Linked DNA regions of Mus musculus: all the other regions are linked to region 3. Evidence: chromatin contacts called from public Hi-C and Micro-C data. All regions are on one chromosome and are shown on one strand. The core of a region is the stretch at or near the end of the contact, and the rest is flanking DNA. Distances in the headings are between cores, read along the strand shown. Region 1 holds the start of Scube2 (signal peptide, CUB domain, EGF-like 2). Region 2 overlaps Trim66 (tripartite motif-containing 66). Region 3 holds the start of Denn2b (DENN domain containing 2B).

Region 1 (3,814 bases), core at 724-3,223, 250 kb after region 3:
GCAGTGCCTGGGTAGAGTTCTAAAGCCTGGCAGGTCCCATAATCAGTCAGCCCAAAACCACAGACAGAGACAGCAGAAAGCAGAACTCCAGTCCTTAGTCTCTAGGGAGGCAGGGTCCTTGAAGCTCTGTCTGGCTCTCCTGGTGAGTGGAATCAAAAGGCAGCAAAGCATTGCATTTCCTTTTCCAGGAGCCACACAAAAGGACGTTTGGAGCCAGAGAAAACTGTAACCATTCGGGAAAGGACCCAATGTCCCAGCCCTTTGAGGATCTGAAAATCATTTCAAAAAGCAGGTGGCAGAATTCAAGATAGGAGGAGTCATTTAGCCAACGGGAGCTACAAAAGCTAAGGAGGTGGCCGCTTCCCCGCTGCCCACCTACCCACTGCCCAAATCACTTACCCTCACACTGCCTGCCTTCCCCTTGGTAGCCAGGCTTGCAAGAGCACTTGTAGGAAGTGGGTGTGTTCTGACACAGTGCATCAGCATGGCAGTCATCGAGCCCTTGGGCACACTCATCCACATCTGCAAAAGAACACAGCAAGCACCTTTTATGCTATCCACGCTGTGAGTGATCTCTCTCTCTCTCTTTCTCTCTCTCTCTCTCTTTCTCTCTTTCTCTCCACCTCCCCCAAGCCCACCCCTCTCCACTCCTCCAACCACCCCCATACTGCTACGACACCCTGGGATAAAGGATACCATGCCCAGGCCAATTTCCAGATGCACTCTTCCAAGTGGAATCAGCCAAGTAAGGAGGCTGCCCTTACTGGCCTCCAAGACCCAGTTCAGATTGTGGATGCACCTCCTCTTGGAAGTGAGCCACGATCCCCTAATGTCAGGTAGATGTTCCCACCACAGGCTCCCATGTATTTAGCTCATTCAGAGCACAGAGTATGCAGGGTTGTCCCTGTCCACCCTCACCTGTCTCTCCACCGTGACCTGACAACTGAATTAGCTCTTTGATGCCAAGCCAGCACCGTGCCTGGCATATAAGAATATAGTAGACTGCCTGCTAAGGGAGAGGAACAAAGAGCAGAGTTGGCTAGAAAGTTCCAGAAGACCGCCAAGACAGCTGTCTCTCAGCTTTCTGAGTCTGGGATGTGGGGGTGGAAGTTTCCCTGGTCTCAAGCAAACAGCATCCTGAGCCCTCAGACTGTGCAAGGTAGGAATAGTGTCCCAGAGGCCCCAGCCCCAACCCTGCCAGTTCTCTCAACCTGCAAACCCACCATAGCCAAAGCATCTCCAGAGTCGATACCACTCCTGGATATGAAGATAAAAGCGAACGAGTTTTGAAAGAATTTTAAGTTCAGTCAAAGTAGACTGTGCAGAGTTCTATTACATGGCTGCTCCAAATTTGGAGGTTTAGGGCCATTCCAGGTCTTGGCACAGTAACAGTTCCGTGCCCACAGAAGTCTCCGCAGCTCATCCTGGAGCTAGCAGAACTTATCAGCCCCAAAGGAAAAAAGGGGGCCAAATTGCCACGAGCTCAGTTTCCCCATCCACACAAGGGGGGCTGGACCCTGGGCCCCAGTCCCATTCAGCAACAGATACTGGACAACAGGCACTCTCAGAGAACCTTTTCAGAAGAAAAGAAAAAAACAAAAACAAAAAACATAGGTACCAGGGCGGGAAAGGTCAACAGCCCTTCGATGGCAGGGACAGAGGGTGAGGGCTCTCCGGATCGAGAGACTAGGCAAGGGGACTCAGGAGTCCCTGTCCTGCGCCGTGCCAGGTGCGCCCCGCGGCTGCACACTCACCCTCGGACGGCCCGTTGGTGAGACCCCGGTCGGGAGGGACGGCGGCGGCCAGCAGCGGCGGCAGCAGCAGCAGCAGCAGCAACAGCGCCCGGGCTTCCCGAGGCCGACCGCAACCCGCGACCCCCATGGCAGCCGCAGCGCAGAGCCGCGTAGAGCCTGCGGCGGCAGCGGCGCGGGGAGGCGTGTGCGGGCTCCCGGCCTCTGCGCCCGCGACACCCCCGGCCCCGCCCGCCCCGGAGCCCCGGCCTCATTTTCACACGGTCTTCAGTGCCGCCCCGCCCGTCTGGCCCCTCCCCGGCCCGGGGCGGAGGGGGCGCGGCCGCCGTGGCCCGAGCCGCTGTCAGCAGAGCCCTGCGCTCGCTCTCCCGCTCGCTCGCGGAGTCTTGGCTCCCCTGTGCCCAGTGCCCTCCAACTTGACCCGGTCCTTCCAAACTGAAGAAGTCACAGGGCGCCCCGAGAGTGTCTCGGAGAGTACCCATACAATGGGACCCCAGGCCCAGCACCCCTCCAGCAACATTTTCTTGGGGTTCCACATACAAGAGGACTCAGAACAAGGCTATCTGAGTGACCCCAGCTGCTTTGCCCAGGCTATTACACATTTGACTGCCTGAGCCTGGCCCTAGCCAGACCTCGCTGATACCTTAGTTCCAAAGTCACCCTGAAGCTGTGATGTGAGAACGATCTCTCTCTCTCTCTCTCTCTCTCTCTCTCTCTCTCTCTCTCTCTCTCTCTCTCTCTCTCCACTCCCCCCTCTCCTCCCCTCCCCCCCTCACACACACAAACTTTGTCCTGGGGTATCTATGACCCACAGGAACTTATAAATATCAGAAATGGTGAGCTGCAAATAGAGGCCATGGCCAGCACCTATTCCCCACGCCCAGGCCTTCCCATCTTTTCCAGGCTCCGGTGACTGAGGCCATTACAGTCTGCATCATTCTAGGAACAAATGCTTTAGGGACCCCTTGATGGAAGAAACAGAAGGCCATACGCAGAGATATGAATTTGGATTTCTCTGAATGGTTCTTACTCATTTTCTCCTGTGAATATTTACATACATCTTCATTACTACATATACTGCACATATATATGTGTGTGTGTGTGTATTCACACCACTAACTCCTTGATATTATTATTATTAATACCTCACCAAAACCCCCCACCTAGCACATGTACAAGAACACACATCTTCTAGGGGGTCTGGCTACCGCTACAGCTTCCCACCTCAGCTCTCTGAGCAGCTGTCTGCCACCCCAGCCTGTGTCTGCTCAGGGGCCAGGCTGAGCCTGTCTTTTGGGGAATGTTATGTATTCTGCTGTGGATGGAGACTCTGAGAAAAGAACTTTCCTGTGTTTTCCCTTTAACCTTTCCTCTCCAGTAAAGGCAGTCAGGTCCCACCCCTTTCTCTGTCTCTGGCTCCTCCCTCCCACTCCTTTTGTATTTGCTGCTGAGAGAGACACTTGGCTATTTCTAGTTTGAAGGGTGGGTTTTTTTGTTTTGTTTTGTTTTAACACATTTGTAAATCTTCACTTAGTGAAATGTTCCCTCCAGCCTTTGTCGGAGTGTCTTTAATGGTCGCCATAAATTACCGCCTTCTTTTCTCCTGCGTGCATCAGGCTTCATTGCTTTTGAAATGATCAAAGTTATTTCTTCTAAAATCCAACTCAAAACTTCCCATTGTGTGGCACAGCGCACAGCGCTCTTCAGTCAAAGCACATAAATACATAAAGCTGCCCATTAAACCCTAAGTAGCCTCTTCCAGCACCCTCGTGCCTGGTAAAGACAGTTGTCGTTTGTATCCCCTGCTCCGTTACTCCAAGTTTATGTATCACCAGGAATATAAATCCATAATAAGGCCTAGTGCTTTTTGCCTGAAAGGGTCATTTTGTTGTTGCTGCTGTTGTTGCTGTTGTTGTTGTTATGGTACCTGGAGAAAATTCACAACTGGTTCAGATGTCAAAAATTGTTCTGAATCCTGTTTTGTTTGTTCTGGTTTCCACACAAACCTGTTTTGAGTTTGTCGGCTCCCAGACTCCTGGGCAACCTTTCTGACACTTGAAATT
Region 2 (3,780 bases), core at 627-3,126, 150 kb before region 3:
TTTGAACTGCTCAACTTCATCACACACATAAAACCTTCAGGCTTCATAAAGTGTGTATTTTGAGGTTTGCAAGGAAAGTCGACTATTTTCTAGTTCAGAAAGGAAGAATCAACATGCCAAGAACCCTTTGCTCTGTTACTGAACTCGGGTCTTTAGAGGGTGAGGGGAGACCACCCTGAGACTAGGAACCCATTCTTAACCCTTCATTAGCGCCAGCTCACCTGCTCCTAACTGTCCTCCTCCTCCACGGGACCCAAGTGTTAGGGACTCTTGCCCTCCTCCTCATCTCAGTTCATCTGTTTGTTGAGACAGGGTCTTGCTATGTAGCTCAGGAAGACATTGAACTTCTGATCTTCCTGCCTCCTCCTTTCAAGTGCTGCTCTACTACACCCAGGTCTATGAGGCAGTAAGGATGGAACTCAGGGTGCTGTGCACGCTAAGCAAGCAACTGAGCTCCATTCATTCCAGACCCATCTCCTTCTTTTTGTCTGCCTGTGTGAGCACACCACTGTCTTTTCATCTGTCCTTACCACCTGACTTGCCATCTTGCCTGAGAGCTCCCTGTCTTTTCTGACAATCACCCATGCAGCTCTTTACCCAGCCTCTGACCTGTCTAGTAGCTTTCCTGTAACCTGCTGAGCACCCTCTCCCACTACACCACCCACGTCTCCTTCTGGAGTTCTGGAGTTACTGTTCTAGTGTTTGCCACACGGTATTCTCAAAATTCAGAGAAAGCTTTGTTCTTTCACTGAAACAAGGAGGAAAGTGGAGACAGTGACTACCCAGATTTCCCAAGTCCATCTAAGCCCAAGGATAGGTAGGAATCTTGGTCTAGCCTGGGAAACCTGCTAGATGATCTTAATTTTTTGCCATTGGCTAGAAATCCAGTATCCTAGTGAGAAGTAATTATAAAATAACAAACAGACACATAGTATACATGTCCTGAGTTTATTATATCTCTGGTTCTTCCAGCAAGATAACATTTCTGCAGATAAAGCAGGACGATGACATGCTGTCCCTCATCAATTCACCCCAGATATCTGAAACATACTGTGTCTTTAACAACGAAATGAATTAGTTTAAGAACATTATTTTGGCTGGGCAGTGGTGGCCCATGCCTTTAATCCCAGCACTCAGGAAGCAGAGACAGATCAATCTCTGAGTTTGAGGCCAGCCTTCCCTACAGAGAGGGTTTCAAGACAGTCAGGGCTACACAGAGAAACCTTGTCTTGAAACAAAACATAACAAAGCAACCATTATTTTGGGTGGGATGACTTCTCAAACCGTAACTATGACATAGTCTCACTAAGCAGAACTAACGGAAGCTAGCACATAAATGCCCAGCTGAGATGCGGCAGAGTCCAGTAACGCTTCCAGAGTCTCTTCAGAGTGGAAGGCTTGGCGTGTCCCTTCGGCAGCCTCATATGTGGCCTTTCTTCAGGTGAAGTTGCCGTCTTCCTTCTTGGCAGTTTCCATTATACAAATCCTAACTCCTCACTTCTAATCTCCTCATTGCTTGAATGTAGAAAGTGAGCAGCTCCTTACGCAGGTCGTGGCCGGGGGGGGGGGGGGGGCACACCTTTAATGCCAGCACTCAGGAGGCAGAGGCGGGAGGGTCCCTGAGCCCTGAGTGTGAGCCAGTCTGGTGTACAGAAAGAGGTCCAGGACAGCCAGGGCTATGCAGAGAAACCCTGTCTCACAACTGCACACCCCATGCTTCCCACCCCCAGAAAAGAGAGAGAGAGAGAGAGAGAGAGAGAGAGAGAGAGAGAGAGAAGCAACCTTAAAGAAAACCATGTTTCTAAACTTGCTTGCTCAAGCTATATCCCATGTGTGGGCTTATGATGTCACACATGCTAGAATGGCCGCATGGGTGTGTACCATCTGTCTCTGTTGTTGTTCCAAAGCTCTTTCTGCTCACTGCTGGTTTCAGGTTGCTTCACAGTGGTTAACATCACCAGAGAGCACTGGGCTGATATACAGCAGGAAAGAGGATCATACACTGAAAGTTCTTTCTCTCTCTCTGGCTGGGGATGCAGATAAGGAGAGGTAATTTACCATACAGAGGTAAACGGACTTATGAATATAAGGGCTCAGAATATCTGAGCGTTTTAACAGCTTCAGATAGGCAGACTGTTTTTTTTAACAGTAGGAGATCACAGAACAGCCAAACGAGGCAGGTGAAGAAGCAACTAACCTAGCTAGTAGCTGGTGTCACATATCGGTTTTTTACATGTTGATTTTTAATAGTAGTGTTGTTGCTATCACTGGCAGTGAGCTCTCAACCACCTCAAAAGGCTCCTGTGTTAATTAAAGCTACTCTGAGGGGCACTCCCGCTGACCAGAGTCAAACGGGGTCATAGGAGATGAAAGAGTTGGAAAGTACCCAGGGCCTTGATGATCTGAGACAATGAGGACCCTAGAGACTGAAGTGGGAGGAAGAGGAAAGGCGTGAGTGGAATTCAGTAGGTCTGCAATGAAAGCCAGCAGAGTGAAACTCACAAAACCTTAGAGGCTCGGGTGAGTCTGCTCAGGCTACTGGAGGAGACTCTCAGCCTATGTGTGAGCAAGTGCCTGTTTCCTTGTGGACCAGGTGATGTGGGCAAGAGTCAGGCTTGGTCTGTGAAGGACTTCACGAGAGAACTAAAGAGAGAGAGCTTCTTAAAGAGATAGACTCACATGCAACCGAGAAGTGTTTGGCTTGACTCCTAAAGGAGAGAGCAGATTGTAGCACAGTTCTGCAGCTGCCAGCCAGGACCTGGGACACTCCCTCGGAAAGCTTCGCCAGGCCCAGGGAACAACATTCTGACTACTTTCAGGACCATCTTTTATGACTATGAGATCACTGCTGAGGTTGAATATCCAGGATCTGGTCCACAACAATTGATTCAGGGATGTGAAGACAAGATGCATTTTCTCACATATGCCAGGCTTACAGTTCTGTTTAGGTGAGTCAGTTCTCATCTCTGGGCTAGAATGTCCTCTTCCACAGGCTGATGTAAATCTCATGGAGCCATTATAAGAGGTGTTAAGAGTTAGGTGTCTGGGACTGGAGAGACAGTGACAACTGGAGCGGTGTCAGCAACTAAGAGCACTGACTGCTCTTCCAGAGGTCCTGAGTTCAATTCCTAGCAACCACATGGTGGCTCACAACTATCTGTAATGGGATCTGATGCCTTCTTTTGGTGTGTCTGAAGACAGCGACAGGGTACTCATATATATAAAATAAATAAACATTTTTAAAAAGAGTTCAGGTGTCAGCATGCTTTGGTAATGGTATACCTGCTCTCTACCTCAGCCATTATCCTTCATTCTTCCGCAAATCTCAATAATCACAGGAAATACAACCCAGACTCCACTTCAGCCGTGAGCAGCACCCCAGTGACCTCAAAGTCCTTTACAGAAGAACTGGGGCTGCACTCTACGCAGCAGAGAGCTCACTGGCAGGCAATGGGAGACTCGGCTTAACTCTCTGTGATGCCTATGGCCCTTCGAGTGCTCTAAAGATAAGCTCGTATGTGTTCTTCCTGGAGTGATTAGCTCAGAAGTATGAAAAGAAGCCAGTGAAAACGCCTTCCAGATTCACCAGAATTGTAAGGAGGTTGTGTTGTAGAGTTGAGACCGTGGCACTTTTCAGAGTAGCTGAACTAAGACTAGGGAGCTTAGGCAACAGCCAGTGCCTGGGAATCAAAGTCAAACATCCTGCTGGGTGCATGGAAGGTAGAGGACAGGATGAGAGTGCGGGCTTCTCCTTCTAGATGACTTGTTCTAGAACTTTCA
Region 3 (3,743 bases), core at 786-3,285:
AGTATACATTCAGGCTGCCAGAACCAGTGGTAGAGCCAGCGCTTGTACTGGCAAGCTGACCCGAAGTTAATCAGAAGGCCCCCTTATTGTTTGCTCGGACACAAAAGACACACTGTTCAGAAAGTTCAAGAAGGAAAAACCAAAGAGCCAGGAACAACAGCTGTTCCCTGGCCCCACTGAGAAACTAAAAGCTTCCACAAAGTTCCTTGAGGCCAGGAGTAAGTGGAAGATGTAACATGGCTGAAGTGAAGTGCATTTCTTAAGGGGCTTTCCTGCAGGAGAGTCCGCAACTCTCATCTTTCTCTTAACATTATGGATGGCCTGACTACTTTAACACCTATAAAACTACCTTTCTGGAAGGCTTTCCTTTCCTAGACACGCTGTGTTTACCACACATCACTCCTCTGAAATTTAGGACAAGGCATGCATGACTGGACACTGTGTGTGCTGGGATTTGGTTAAAATAGGAGCAAAAGGGATCATACAGCATAGTCCTTCAAGTTCCCAGCTCCCCGTAGCTGTAGTGTTAAGACAGCTCTCTGCAACATCTGGATGAGACAGATATTTGCAAGTCCCCAAAACCCAAGAAAGTCCCCTCCACAACTCAAGAAACCCTGTGATGGGCATCATTAATGGGGAGGGGGTTGTTTCCTATTTCCAAAGCTACTTCATAGACAGTGCAAGGCCCCCGCTCAGATATTGTTGTGCCAGTCCCTCTGCCCTGTCAAGTGTCCCAGATGGACTTGAAACTCACTGCAGGCTCCTCTCTGAGCTTCATTAGCTACTTTGATTGTTGTTACAAGTCAGACATAGCAGCATGGAGATAAGAGAGCACGAGGTAAAACCGACCAAGCTGCTCAAAAGTTTCCACATAAGAACTTCAACAGTGCTAGAGCGATGAGAACTCATTTTCCTATAAAAGAACCTTCCTGTGAAAATATCCAGTGGCTTTGTGCTAAATAAAAGCAGAGTGAAGCCTAAACATCTCCGATTCAGCCAGAGTGAGATTAGCTAGATTTGCAAAGTCAAGAAAATTGGCAGTTTCCCTCCTCCTCCCGGAGCTAATAGAATCCAACTGTTGGAGTATGACATCATTCTCGACCCCCAAACTCTGAAGTGAAGAGCACAGACACTGGCCTGCCATAAACAGCCCGACTCAAAGCAAGGGGCTCAGAGGTGCCCTTACCTGGTAGTCCGGGTGATTTCTTGCCCACTCCATTCTCCACAGAGGCTGGCTCACACCACAGTCGCTTAGGGAGCCCAGGGCCCCCAGATCCACTGGCTTAAGCTCCAGTACCTGCTGCGAACTTCCCACAGCTCCTTCCTCTGACCTTTCAAGACACTCCTTCCAGCCAAGTGAGCAGAGCTAGCGCAGCTAGCCAGTCAGGCTGGTTGTCATGGAGACCTGTCCTAGGCTGCACACACGCTTGCAGGCTTGCTCTCACTCAGCTAGGCGCTCTCCCTCAACCCGGTGTCCCAGGAGCGAGCTAGCACGCGCACGTTTATGCGTGCGCGTGCTTCTACACATTCTCTGAGTTCTAGCCGGCCTTGAAACAGCGCGGTCTTTTGATCGGCTCAGTTTATGCATGCATTCCACTCCTCCTACCTCCCTTCCAGTCAACCAGGAGCCCAGGTCTGTTCCTGGGAACTTGCTGCAACAACCCAGAGGGGAGAAGGGTGAGGACAGTGAGTGGACTTGTTTTCCTCCCCTCTAGTGTCTCAGCTTTTATAACTTGGAAGAATCCCTGCCAAAGGGGAGGGAGCTAGCTGAAGGCTTGGAGGGGAAGCAAGCACTTCCTCTGGGTCCTGCAGCAGCAGCGGAATGAGGAGGGACCCTGATGCGTGCTGCCTCAACTTGTTTGTTCGCTTGGGATTTTTCAGGAGCATTTGGGGCAGAAACACAGTTCACATCCTAGAAGCTGGCCTAGACTGGCCTCTCTGGTTACCTTGTTGACTGTTCAGGTCCTGGAGACAGCTTTTAGCCAGTACAGGGTCCCATGGTACTAGTGCCAGAGCCCAAGCAGTCTCTTGTCTTCCTGCAAAGGAGAAGAAACAAACTAGATCAGGATTAGGAGGAACACTGTTTAAGTCTACAGTCAGAGCCAGGACATCAAACACAATGCAAACAGCCTCCTCTCTGAACAAAAGATCCACAGCCCAGGCCTCCAATGAGAAACTGTACAAGTGCCAGGGCCGTACCTGGGACACAGAAGGCCCTTTTAGTAGCCCTATGTATACTTTTGCTTGGATGCTGCCTAACCCTCTCAAAATAGATGTACTAGTTTGTTTGATGCTCTTAACACACTGGTCAGATAGGTTTGCTACCATTTTATAGATGGGATCACTGAGGCCCAGAGAGATCAGATACTTGATCCACACTTACCTAACTAGTTAGGAACTGAGAGTAGAGACAAGTCAAGGGTCTCCTAGTCCTTTATGTTTTGCTATAAAGTACACAGAAGCCTGATCTTGAAAACCAGCTCATTTTCTAAGAACCACAAGTGTGGGCCTCCAAGGGAAAGTGAAGACTCTATCTAAGTCCTGTTAAGGTAAATCTATCTGCCACCCTTCTAGCCCAAAGATTTAATGACCGATAACATCTATGACATGCACAATATCTGCTGCAAACTAGAGAAAAAATGCCCTGCCCTACCCCCAAGTACTATCTTACATCTTCCCAAAATAACCTCCCAAATCCTGGTTCATTTTTTTCTCTGACAGAGTAGTCCTAAAAGTTACGACTGGTGTTATATTAATTTAACACATTTTAAAAATGTATCTAAAGTAAAGTTAAATTACTTGCTCCCATTTACTGAACCAGGAAATGAGAGATCCAAAACCAGTGTCCAAGCCTTTCAACTTTCTGGCATACATTAAGCAGAACAGTTGCCAAGAATACCAGAGCTAGAGTCACAAGACCTTAGCAGTGCCTGACCTCATCGCCAACTGGCCACCTGTCACTGAGCCAGCCTCCTCCCGACTTTCTACTTTCTATGAATATATCTCATACTGGGGTGGCAGAGGACTAGGGTGTGAGGTGCAGTGTCAAGGTGCTATTAGTCAAAAACACTTCAAATTAGGCACTCAGCTCTCATCCACCACCCCCCAATTGTTAGTACCTCTCCTCCACCAATCTAGTAGATATATTTTTCAAGTAGAACTCGGGGTTGGTAAATGGATTGACTGCATGTGGGAAGGTGGAGGCTGATGAGGATGAAGACAATGAGGCTCAAGGAGGCCATTCTCCAATGCTGCTCCTCAAAATAATGCTGGGGGAGGGGTGGGGGGGCCCTGATGGAATCTGTAACGCTTATCCCTTGCAGAATTCCTTGTGATGTTGACTCACCTTCAGTATGCTACAAAATTCCCAAAACCAGACTTTGGTTGACTTGAATTTAACTCACAAATATATGCTGAAGATAATACACAAAAACACGACATAAAACCCAAGTAGAAATGGCAGACTACTACAGATCCTTAAGTAGTGATAAGCCCAGAATCCCCACATCTGCATAGGAATTCAGTATCACTAAAGCTCTGTTTCTCTTTCCTCTTAAACACAGCAAATTCTGCTCTTTATCTGAACCCAAGGAACACACACCTGCCTAGTCTCCGAACCCAGATGAGGCAAGTCCACCCCTTTCTACAATAAGATCAAATTCACTGGAGTTGACAATATCAACTAAAATTTTCTGGGACCCTTCCAGTCAAACAGTGTGAGTCAGGCTACCAAAGCAGAAAGT

The links. Hi-C and Micro-C count contacts between places; a contact is called where the count stands out from the background.
Region 1: a Hi-C map of embryonic stem cells shows a contact between it and region 3, with 1.6 times the contacts expected there. The contact joins the promoter of Scube2 here to the promoter of Denn2b in region 3. A contact is called at or near these places in 4 of 484 Hi-C or Micro-C datasets (all in embryonic stem cells) and 2 of 115 datasets of contacts at active chromatin or transcription factors (extraembryonic endoderm stem cells and trophoblast stem cells).
Region 2: a Micro-C map of the AtT-20 cell line shows a contact between it and region 3, with 6 times the contacts expected there. The contact joins the enhancer-like site here to the promoter of Denn2b in region 3. A contact is called at or near these places in 2 of 39 promoter capture datasets (the 3T3-L1 cell line and liver), 5 of 484 Hi-C or Micro-C datasets (the AtT-20 cell line, the G1E-ER4 cell line, Th1 cells and 2 more), 1 of 115 datasets of contacts at active chromatin or transcription factors (embryonic stem cells) and 3 of 9 other capture datasets (adipose tissue, liver and pancreatic islet).

Annotation. Positions count from the first base shown.
Region 1 is chr7:109,863,706-109,867,519 of GRCm38.p6, forward strand. Scube2 (signal peptide, CUB domain, EGF-like 2) reads right to left here and starts at 1,974. Exons shown (of 22, transcript NM_020052.2): 1 at 1,755-1,974; 2 at 400-522. The coding sequence starts at 1,881.
Region 2 is chr7:109,465,900-109,469,679 of GRCm38.p6, forward strand. The region is part of intron 10 of Trim66 (tripartite motif-containing 66); the gene reads right to left. Among named protein-coding and RNA genes, the nearest start is that of Stk33, 29 kb to the left of the region's middle. Within about 2 kb of position 1,877, at least 14 of the 459 cell types and tissues checked have an H3K27ac peak or open chromatin away from gene starts, as enhancers often do. A contact at or near this core is called in the AtT-20 cell line, where this site is marked.
Region 3 is chr7:109,615,112-109,618,854 of GRCm38.p6, forward strand. It overlaps Denn2b (DENN domain containing 2B), which reads right to left and starts at 2,036. Exons shown (of 20, transcript NM_001001326.1): 1 at 1,947-2,036.